2 separate regions of the Mus musculus genome follow, and region 1 is linked to region 2. A link is a contact called in public HiChIP or PLAC-seq data. All regions are on one chromosome and are shown on one strand. Each heading gives the region's core, a stretch centred on a gene start, on an enhancer-like site or on the middle of the called end of the contact. The rest is flanking DNA. Distances are from core to core; before and after follow the strand shown.

Region 1 (5,254 bases), core at 456-2,955, 370 kb after region 2:
GGCCCATGTGACACAGTACCACGAGACCTGCCTTCCCCTGAGCACCTGAGGAAGGCCCTCTCTGGTCTCTCCTTGATACTAGAAATTTGATTTTGACTTATTTACCCATTTATGTCCCTGTAAAGCAGTCTGTTGTTTCTGCATTCTGGTGATAGTTTTTGGTTTTGTTTGTGTCTCCTCAGTCTGTCACAGCGTGCTTCGGGAAGCTAGGACCTTGCCAACCTTGAGTCACCACCGTGTTGCAGGCTAAAGGCCAGGGTCCGCCTAGCACTCTGTGCTGTTCTGTGTCATGGTCCAGGGTTGTGGGATAAAGCATGCTGGGAAAACATTCTACCACTGAGTTACATTGCCAGCCAGGGCCTGGCACTTTGTAAGCATGGTTAAAAGAATGGACGAGCTTGGTATGAAAAAGATGTTATTGGGATCCAGCCTGAACCCTGGAGCCAAGTGTGCATTACTGTTCTCTCCACCTCAGGCAAGACCACCCTGACTATCCAACCTCTGGGGTGAGGGGGATATGTTGCTGGTCAGAAAACTAAGGCCCAAAATAAAGAAGGCATAACAACCAACTTTATATCATATCCTGGAGCCCAGTGTCCAGACTTCCTGAGCCTGCCCCAGCTAGCCTCCCCTAATGGGCTAGACAGGCAGCTAAACTAGCCCAGAGACCCCTAGCCCCATACTTCTGAGGTACTCTGTCCTGACCATCCTCGCCCTTGGGAGATAAGGAGTTATTTCGTAAGGCATTATGTCAGAAGTTGAGGCATAGTCTTAAGTGAGTTACCGGAGTCCCCAAATCATCCAAGGACTCTGGATTCAAGTCTGTGGCCCATCTCTAGGCTTCCTCTGAGCACACACACCTTCTCCCAACCAGCCCTTGAGGATATTCTCGGCAGCTAGAGTATTACAATGTCAGGAGCGCCAAATATGTCCCACACACCTCTCCCATCTTCCTGAAGAAGAAGAAGAAAAAAAAAAGCCAAGGTGGGCCTGGTAAGCAGGCCAGGATAGAAGCTGATGAAGCTGGCTGGCTCATGCCCCAAGCTCTGGGTGGGGTCATCAGCTCCACCTTCACCCTCACTGACACACCTGCCCAGTCACCAGCAAATGCCATTCCACACCCGGAGTCTCTCTCTCCCATGGAAAGGCCCATTCTCCTTCCCATGCTCTCGCTGCTGCCCTAGTCCAAGCCGGATGGCTGCCAGTTCCTATCTAAACCATCACGACAATTTTCACCTGGCAGCTCAGACCCGATTCCTCCCCCACCCCCCGCAGCTCTTCCTGGCACTGCCCCTGTGATAGTTTGTAAAGGTGAATCACTGATAAGAGTGTACACTGCCCATGTTCAAATCCTGGCCCTGTGTGACTTTCAGCAAGTCACCTTAATTCTCTGCACTTCAAATGAAAAATCTTTAAAATAGCAGCCCCCTAGTAGGGTTTCTGTGAAGAAGAGATGTGTGGAGCACCCAAGCCAGTCCCGGAAGCTGAAGAGGCACCCCGTGTAAGAGGCACCTCCTATTGTTTTTATGACTGATCTCTGTCTTTCTACTCCACAAAATTACAAACTCTGAGAGGATTGGGCCTGCAGCAGGCGGGCTGCTTGGCTCTTCTGTGCCTTTAACTTGGCTCCTGTCTGCCTACAGCCTTTGTTCTGTCTTCCCCAGTCCTGATGGGTGCCAACCCTCCAGGGGGGAAGGGCATGCCCTCAGCAGGAAGTGCTGTCAAAGGCAGAGTTCCAGGCAGCAGAAGGAGAAAGCTGTTCCCTGCTGTACCCTCCAGAGCCCCAAGTTCCTGGGAGCCCCCACATGGCCAAAGCCTCCCTTTGTCCTGAAGGTCAGGAGCAGAGGGCCAGCTGTGGGGGAGTTCCGCTGCCTTGCTCCGGACAGCAGCCCAGATGTGCGTGTTTGTACAGCCGAGCCCAGGCTCTGAAGGGGCCTTGTTGGGTGCTCTGAAAGGGGGGCTTGTGAAGCTCCCATCAGCCTCCAGGACAGCGAGCAGGAATGCAGCCCGCAGGAAGCCCTTCCTAGTAAGCCTGCCAAGTGCCCTTCTCACTGAGGATTCGGGAACGCTGGTGCAAACAGGTTGAGATTGCCAAATGCGGAAACTGCAGGCCTGGTTTCTGACCTGGGTCCAGGTTCCCCTTCTGCAAAAGGCAGAGAGGCCCAAGCCTCAACATAATCACACAGTGATCCTGATTAAGAATCTCCGAGTCAGGACCAGGGTGTGGCCACTCCAGCCTGTGATCCCAGTACTCTAAGGACTGAAGCAGGAGGATGACAAATTCGAGGCCAGCCTGGGTCACAAACAAAACAGACAGAAGCAGGGGTTTGAGGGAGATGGTACTGTGTTTGCCATGCGACCACAGGATGTGAGTTCAATCACGTGAAAAGTCAGCTATGCTGGCACACACTTGTAATCTCAGCCCTGGGAAGGACAGGCAGACAGAAGGGTCCTTGGGGCTCTCTAGTCAGCCTAATCAGTGAACCCCAGATCCCAGCGAAAGACTTTGCCTCGAAAAAATAAGGTGGACAGAGCCTAAGGAATAAAATCTAAAGTCACCCTCTGGTCTCCATTACCCATGCACATGTGCACACACACACACATATAAAGGGTGAATAAATGAATACAGGGTCATATCCATGCACATATGTGCACACACACAAATTAAATGGTGAATAAGTGAATATGGGGTCTTATACATGCACATATGAATGCGCACGTGCACACATACACACAATTAAATGATGAATACATGAATACAGGTATTCCGTATCCAGACAGAATTTTTATCTGTGAAGCTGTTTTTCACCTGCCAATGGGGGTGATAACTCCTTCCTCCTGAGCTTATCCTAGAGAGGAAATGACATCATGGGCAGAAGAGACCAGGAACACACTGACACACAGTTGGTGTTCAATAGCACTTCATGTTCTTTCTCCCTCAAACTCCCTAGGCTCCTAACAGGCATGGGGCCTGAGACTGTTGGTGTTGAGCACAGATGTCCTCCACCCACTGTCCCAGAAGAAGAGCTGCTGCTGAAAGCCCCCACCCCAGGCACAGTGACACACAGCTCCATACCCCTGCGTGCTAAACCAATTACTTCACGTCCCGGCAAAAGAGGCTCTCTCCCTATATCTGTACACCCTAGTCCCTGTAGATGACTGACCATGTGCCCCACACTTCAAGTTGGAGTCAACCTTGAGCTTTAGTGCAAAGCAGACTATGATGCAGGCTAAGGAGATGACCCTTGTGCATTTGCATGACCCCGGCCACCTACCTAGGAGCCAGAGCTGGGACCCACAGTAAGGGAGAGGGGGGGTATAAATGCTGTTCCTGAGAGCCCCACACAGTCTGCTTAATGATAGACAGAGGCAGCAGAGCAAGAAATAGGACAGTGAGATTTAGGCCAGGCCTCCACCAGCCTCTTCCAAAGCACTTGGCTGTGGATACCAGAGGAAAATTCTAAGCTATAATGGAAAGAGGATCCTCTCCCCACCCACTTTCTATAAGTTAGCAGGACCTGTGCCCCAGTTGCCAAATCTTCCCAAGATCCGAACAATGCACTAGACATGTGTCTTCCAGCTGTAAGGTTAGGATGTCCAGTGAGGTGGCCCTGTCCTCTGTAGCCAGTATCTCTAGTACTCAGGCATGACACCCACAGGAAGCAGGAGTGAGTAGAGATTATCAGCCTCCAAGCATCACGGAGCTGGGTTTCCGACGATCCTCTTCTGATCAGACCCATAGCATCATCTCAAACCCAGCCCCACCCGGTACGGAGCCCCACAGCTGGAGTCTGCCCCTGTCCTGTTTGGGGCCTATTTGGACTTCATTCCCTCGCCCTTGTTATTGTCTGAGGGAGCCTGGTTCCTTGCAGGACAGTAATGCAATGTGGCATCCCATTAGCAAGAGCCTGCCCTTTGTACCCACCTCCCTCCCCCAACCCCCACACGCATCAACGCTTTGTTGAATCACCGGGGGAGTAGTGCACGTCACATCTGTTTCAGGGTCTAGGAACAATGTGAGCAACACACACCGGTCACCCATCAAAGGTGACAAGACACCAACCACCCATCAGCCCGGCCATCTCTGACAAGCACTGCTGTCACAGGGGCCAGCTCCCAGTTTGTTCATTGGAAAAGAGAGGGATTCTGGAACTCAAATGGGAACAGCAAGGGGCGAGCAGGCAGCAGGGGAATTGCACAGGGAGGGGCAGGGGGCAGCAGGAATGGAAAGTGGGGGGGCTGATGCTCTGGCAATCATCCAAGTGAGGGCTGGCCAGCTGAGAGCCTCCAGCTGATGGATCCTACAGAGTCGTTTACCTGCTCATACTCCCTCCCCCGTAAGTGTGCCAACCACAGCCACACAAGTGGATAGCCCAAGAGGATTCCAACCCAGTGTCCCAGTGCTAAGGCTGGAAAACAAGTCAACCAGAAAAGACTGGTAGTATTTAAAGTGGGATCAGTCCAGTTCAGACTGGTGCCAACTGGCAGCAACCAGATCTAATTCATTCAAGCTGGCTTCAGCCAAACCAAATCTGTTGGAGCCAGCTCCAACATACACAGCTGCCCAAGACTAGATCAAGCTGAACCAAACTGGCTGTGACCTGCTCAAATTACCTGGACCCATTAGCAATCCAGTTATTTACACACTTTCTCTGGTGTTGCTCTTGGCCATAGATGTCTTTACCTATGCCATCCTTTGAAAATGTACTCAATCCTTTTACTTCTAGACATCCCAAGTATGTATGTTCACACACACACACACACACACACACACACACACACACAAACACACCTCTGATAAAGCTTGGGCTTAGTTCTCTGCACTGCAGCTTCTCCTCTGTGTGAGTTTGAGGAAGGAACTTGGTCTCTATCAGTCTCAAATGTCAAAAACTCAGCTAATGAACGGGACCTGCTTCACAGAGGACAGTTTTCAAACCTAGACACAGATATAAATGCAGGCATATGGCTATAGATTGGGAGAGAAGGGGAGCGATGGCTGGCCTGCAATAACCACTCGATATGCAGACACTTTTAGATTAGTCCATGGCACAGAGTGACCTCCAGAGTCAGAAAATCAAAACTCAGGACTTCCCCTCCAAGCTGGGGAGGTGGCTCAATAAATAAAGTGATGGCCACACAAGTATGCAAGCATGAGGTACAGGGTTCAAATCCCCAAAACTCATGTAAAAGCAGAGCAGGCTCACCAGACCACTCTGGGGACAGAGCTAGGGATCTCTGGGGCAAGCTGGCATCT
Region 2 (5,539 bases), core at 1,051-3,550:
AGTCACTGCAAGGAATAGGAAGGACGTGGGCAAGGTGTGGCCACATGCTCAGGTGCCACACAGGTGCTGGGGATTCCCTGTGGCCAGGATGAGGGGTGTGAGGGTCCTTCCAACTGGGAAACAAGGATGAAGAAGACCCAGTTTCTACTTTGCTTATTAATCACTTTTCTTAGGCTAGCATTTTCCATCATCGTATTCCAACTAGTTTTTAGGGATATAAAAATCTTTTTAGTTACATGTCATTCTTTCAAAAACCACATTGACTTACTTATTTAGTGCGTGTATGTGTGTGCACAGGCGTGCATATGTGCATGTGAGTGAGTGTGTGTGTGTAAGCATGCTTCCATTCCATAGCACTCAAGGAGGTCAGAGGTCGATCTGTAGGAATCAGTTCTCTCCTGGGGATTAAACCCATTTCACCAGTTCTGGAAGCAAGTGCTTTAGTCACTGAGCCATCTCTAAGGCCCTGAATGTCATTCTTTCCTTTAAATAAGGTCTCTTCCACCCTAGCACTTCAGGGTGGAAGCATCACCAGTCTCTCTCTTTGGTCCCATGTCCTGAGACACTAATGTGAAAGAACCTTGAACCTTTAACAAAGTCAAGGGCCTGCCTCTGCCTTTCACCAGTTCTTGACTATGGACGTGTCATTTACTCTCTCCATGCCTTGGTTTTCTCTTCTGTACAATGGAGATACATGTTCCCACTTTGTAGGACCCACAGAAGTGTCAGCAGCCAGGGGCAGTGGTGGCGCATGCCTTTAGTCCCAGCACTTGGGAGGCAGAAACAGGTGGATCTCTGTGATTTCAAGGCCAGACTGATCGACAAAGTGAGTTCTAGAGCAGCCAGGGTGACACAGAGACCCTGTCTCAAAAAACTAAAAGCTAAAGAAATAAAGAAGCACCCGGATGCTTCTATTTAAACTCCAGGAAATGGAGAGGTCATTCGGAGTGGACCAAAGCTGCTGCCAGGTACAGGATAAGAAGAGACCATGGGTGGGGTGGGGTGGGTTAGGTGGGAGACAGGACAGGACAGGGATATTGCACACAACCAAAAGGTATGGACAGATGGAAATATTTTCTCATTATATAGACATGGGCTGCTGTGTGCCTTCCTACCATGGTTTCTGCTGCCTGGTCTCTAATTCCCTTTGCAGCCTAGTGAATGAGTGGACTTTATGGGTTCTACCCAGAATACAAGGTGAGAGACTTGTTCAGCTAACTTCCCTGCCCTGCTGCTTCCTGGGCTGACCAGCCTGCCTGTCAAGGTCGAATAGAGCTCAAACGAGGGAAGGTGAATGCAAACCTGGGAGGCAGAATTCAGAATCTCCGGAAGGTTGATGATCCCTCTCCCAGCCTCCTCTTTGGCTCTGGTTGAGCCTGTAAGGAGAGGAGAAACTGACCATCCAGGTTCACTTCCTTCATGGTGGAAAACATTCTAGAGCCCTGGCCACTCTCGAAATCTCAGAACAAAGTGCAGATCATCCAATGGGTCACCAACGTCCTTTTCTTTCACTGTCTTTAGAATGAGCAAAGTCAGTCTCCTTTGGTGGTTCCCTGATCACTGGGCCCCCAGAAAACCAAGAGAGCAGCTCACTCATCCAGAGCAGAAAGGCATCTCCCCTGAGGGTTGCCACCCAGCTGGCACATCCCGGGCCTTCTACAGAGCGATTTGTGGCCACTCATTAGCACCAAGGTCTCATTTCTTCACTTTTGACCGACCCCTCCCTTTTAACATTTGAGCGAGCTCTCAAGATGTTCTTTGTTTCTGTTACAAAATGTGTGTGTGTGTGTGTGTGTGTGTGTGTGTGTGTGTTGGCAGGAGGGAGTACAAAGAGGTGAGGTGTATTTTTAGAGCCATAGAGGAGCTGGCAGAAATTGAAAATAGGGTTTTCGAGTTCGTATGTTTATGCTGCCGAAGGAAGGCTCCATAGCGTTCTCTGCGTCCCGTTCAATATCTAAGAAGCTTTCTGCGACATGCCTTCGAGCATTCTGATTAAAAAGCATCCTGCCTGCTCCTTGCCTGTGCCCTTCCTGCCCCCTCCCCCAGCAGGGCCCTGAATGTACCAAGGGGGTGGCAGCCCTCAGGGGAGATGCCTTTCTGCTCTGGAAAAGCAAGCTGCTCTCCTGGTTTGCAGGGCCCAATGAACAGGGCAGATTAATCCCCAGAGGTGGTCGGTACACAATTAACATTTTTGCCTCTTATTTTAATTAAGAAGGGCCAAGGGATAGGACGTTAGCTTGTCTAATGGGACCGTGCGGCATGTGCTGGCTGCCAGAGGAGTCCCAGTTATTCGCACTTGTTGAAGACTTTCTAGATAATTAAATACGGCATTAATCATTTGCTGAGTGGACACCGGCCTTTATTTCTCCTCTGGACTCCTTGCATGCAGGAGGCAAAGTGGCTCCCGATTTGCTGGTTCCCCAGCACACAGGCAGGAGCTCGCCCCACGCGAGCCCACTTTCAGTGATTTTTGTAGAAAAGCAAAGATTCTCGAAGACATCTGCCTGCGCAGTTCTGACAGCGGAAGCTCTCTTCACAGGCGCATTAACATGACCTCATTAGTTCCTGCATCTACTCTTCTAACCACAGAAACCAGAGTGCGGTAGGAGCCAATCATGCTAATTACATCAGATCGGTTTGCATATTCATAAACCATTTTCTGTTTTATGGACAGCAAAAATAAACACAGTATCTCTTTAATAATTTTAAGTGGGTCACTTTCAGGACTGTATCTGTTTTAAATAAATTATCATATTGTTAAAGGCCACAGTCAAAAGCTATTTTTTGAGCAGCCCCAGAGGTTAGGGTTGGGGGCAGGGCACGTGAAGGGTGCTCCGAGGCGCAGGGATTAGCCAGTTGGTCAGTTTCCAAGGTCTCTTCTGCTCAAGACAATCGGAACTCAAAACCCTGTCCTGATTTAGTGAACAGGTGCACTACAGCTTCCCACTGATGACAAAATAGATTCTAGTCAGAACTCTGAGACTCTCAAAATCACGGTCGTGTGCAGTGGGAGAGAAACGCTGTGATGTAGCAGTGCCTGCCTTTTCTGGGAAGGGTTTCATTTTAGGGACCAAGTTTAATATTCTGTTTTGTTTTCTCAGAACTCTGGAAAAATGGGCATTAAAACAATTAGAAGACAAGGGACTGGAGATGGGTTGGCTGGTCAAGTGCTTGCTGTTAAACCGGAAGGCCTGACTTTGAGCCCGATCCCCCCAAAAGCCAGGCAAGGTGAGGTAAAGGCAGTAAAGGACCCTCGCTAGTTCTCTAGCTAGCCAGCCAGCCTAATTGGTGAGTCCTAGTGAGAGACTCTGTCTCAAAAACTAAAGTAGACAGTGTCTGAAGAAGAATACTGGAGTTTGTCCTTGGCCACAAGCGCGCATGCATGTGTGCATTTGTTGTGTATGTGCACCAGCACAGACAAATAAGGCCGCAAACCTGCAATGGAGACTTCGCCACACTGTCCCGCTGTCGTGTCCTTTCTTTAGACAATTTGGGGGCAGAACAAGCCCACTCATGGCCCCGCCCCCGAGGGGAGGGGCAGCCCAATCCATGACCTGCAATCCTCAACTTTGAGGCTCTTACAGATTTCTTTTACAGAGGCAGGGGACCACAAGGTTTAAGAAGCAAAAATACACAAGTTTTCCAGCACAGGTGCTTAACCTAGGTAGGAGAACTCACTGTTTTCAAGACTACCAGGAGACCCAGTTACATGCTAGCTGACTTTGGTTTCTGTTCGCTCCCCCTGCTGGGTGGGTAGTGTGCTAATCTGTGTGAGTAGTGTGTGTGCTTTAAGGTGATCTTTCTTTTAAACCATGTCTATTAGCAAAGCCGTCTCCATTCACTCCACTTATACGCAGACCCAAACACTGTATTTATGTCTGGAGCTTGCTTTTCTGTTTACTTGTTAATTTATTTCTCTTCATGGTAAACATTCCTGGGTGAATAAATGTGGCATTTTCTGATGGTAGTGTGGGCTATCCCATTTTGTTGTCTTTTTTTTCCTCTCAATGCTCTGTCAAGAGAGAGCTTTTGTTCCTGTAATGCAAGAGATCTCTGACTCCTGCCTTCTTGGGGGACCTTCGGCTCAACCTTCGAAACCATTTGCATTTCTCTGAGCTCTTCACCTCACTCCTGACTAGGTTAGCAGAAGCCTCACAGATGGCTGCCCCATGTTATTAGCTGAGCCACAGTTGAAGCTTTTGTGTGTCAGCTGCGCTGATTTCGAAACACCCTATTATTTGTGCAATATACCTTGGAATTACAGCTTATAATTTCATGAAAGCCTAACATATCTGGATGTTTACAAGTTCTATCCCTTGGGGAAATGTATAGTGTTCATTTCTTTTGTTTAGTCTATTTAAAACGGGACCAGATACAAAGCCGCGGTGATTGACAAATTAATGCTCTCAGCTTCTCCTGAAAAGTACTTGAATTATTAGTACAAAAAGCATGTTACGAACTGTAATAATTTTAACTCCATTTCATTGCTAAAAGCTGATAATAATGAAAACAAATGAAAATTGTGATGCAATCTAACACCAGCCAGAATGGAAGTAGTCACAGAGTTGGGACACCACAGTCAGATAATTAGTTCCATTAGAACTCAGGAACGGGTGAGGCTGTTCATTTGTTTTGGACTCAGGTCTGTAGGAGGCAAGAAAGGAAAAAGAATGGGCTGCGTGCAACATAAATCAAACCTCGACTTCCTCGCCTCCTTCCTCTTCCCGCCACAGCCCAGGGACTGTATTCCCAGAGTGACAGCCCGTGCTCCCACCATCGAGGAGAGCAGGAGAAGGAGGAAGAATGCCAGTGGGTGGCACCAGTGCGTATGGTGGGGGCGGGGGGGGGTCACTGCTGCTTGCAATTGAAACAAATGAGTCTGCAAGGTGCAAAAGACCTGCCTTCCAACTGCCTCAGCCATCTTGGGGGAAGGGAAGGAAGCAATGTGTTGTTACAGAGGGCCAGAGGGCCTGCCCTGAGCAGTGCATGCCAGTTACGGAGGGCTCCAAGATTCCCTAGAGAGCAAAGGTACCAATACAATGTATGTGTGCATCAACTAAAATTTATTATTTAAAAAAATACACATAACAATATTTATGATAAGAAATTGGCTGTGCAATTCCGGAGGCTAAGAAGCTCTAAGGTCAGAAGTAAGCGTGCAGAAGACGGAGCAAAGCTGTCATTCCAATGTCCAAAGACACAGGAGTGAAGAGAGCTAGAGTCCAGTCAGGGAGGAGATGGGAAGATGTTCCATCTCAAGCAGGCAGGCTCCAGGCGTCCCTCTTGACCTCTGTGTTCCACTTCAAGCCTTCAGCTGATTGGAGAAGACCTACCAGCACTAGGGTGGCCGTCTGCTTTATCTGCCTACCGACTCAAATGTTTAACCCAACCCAGATAACATCCAATGTCTGAGTCCCAGGACCTCATCAGGTTAATGTTTGGTATTAACTATCATTCTTAGAAGTCTCAATCCGAGCTCACCCCAGCCCGTGAATTTGTTCCTATTCACCAAGACTGTGGTTCTCCTGCCTCGGCTTGC

What was found. HiChIP or PLAC-seq counts read pairs in DNA pulled down with a chosen protein or histone mark.
Region 1: a contact with region 2 is called in an H3K27ac HiChIP or PLAC-seq map of stem cell-derived neural progenitor cells, with 6 times the contacts expected there. The contact joins two enhancer-like sites. A contact is called at or near these places in 1 of 39 promoter capture datasets (cranial neural crest) and 4 of 115 datasets of contacts at active chromatin or transcription factors (embryonic basal ganglia, embryonic stem cells, oligodendrocyte precursor cells and 1 more).

The regions. Positions count from the first base shown.
Region 1 is chr4:124,622,521-124,627,774 of GRCm38.p6, forward strand. The region is part of intron 1 of Gm2164 (predicted gene 2164); the gene reads right to left. Among named protein-coding and RNA genes, the nearest start is that of Gm2164, 32 kb to the right of the region's middle. Within about 2 kb of position 1,706, at least 46 of the 459 cell types and tissues checked have an H3K27ac peak or open chromatin away from gene starts, as enhancers often do. A contact at or near this core is called in stem cell-derived neural progenitor cells, where this site is marked.
Region 2 is chr4:124,252,516-124,258,054 of GRCm38.p6, forward strand. No RefSeq gene overlaps it. Among named protein-coding and RNA genes, the nearest start is that of Gm40242, 17 kb to the right of the region's middle. Within about 2 kb of position 2,301, at least 13 of the 459 cell types and tissues checked have an H3K27ac peak or open chromatin away from gene starts, as enhancers often do. A contact at or near this core is called in stem cell-derived neural progenitor cells, where this site is marked.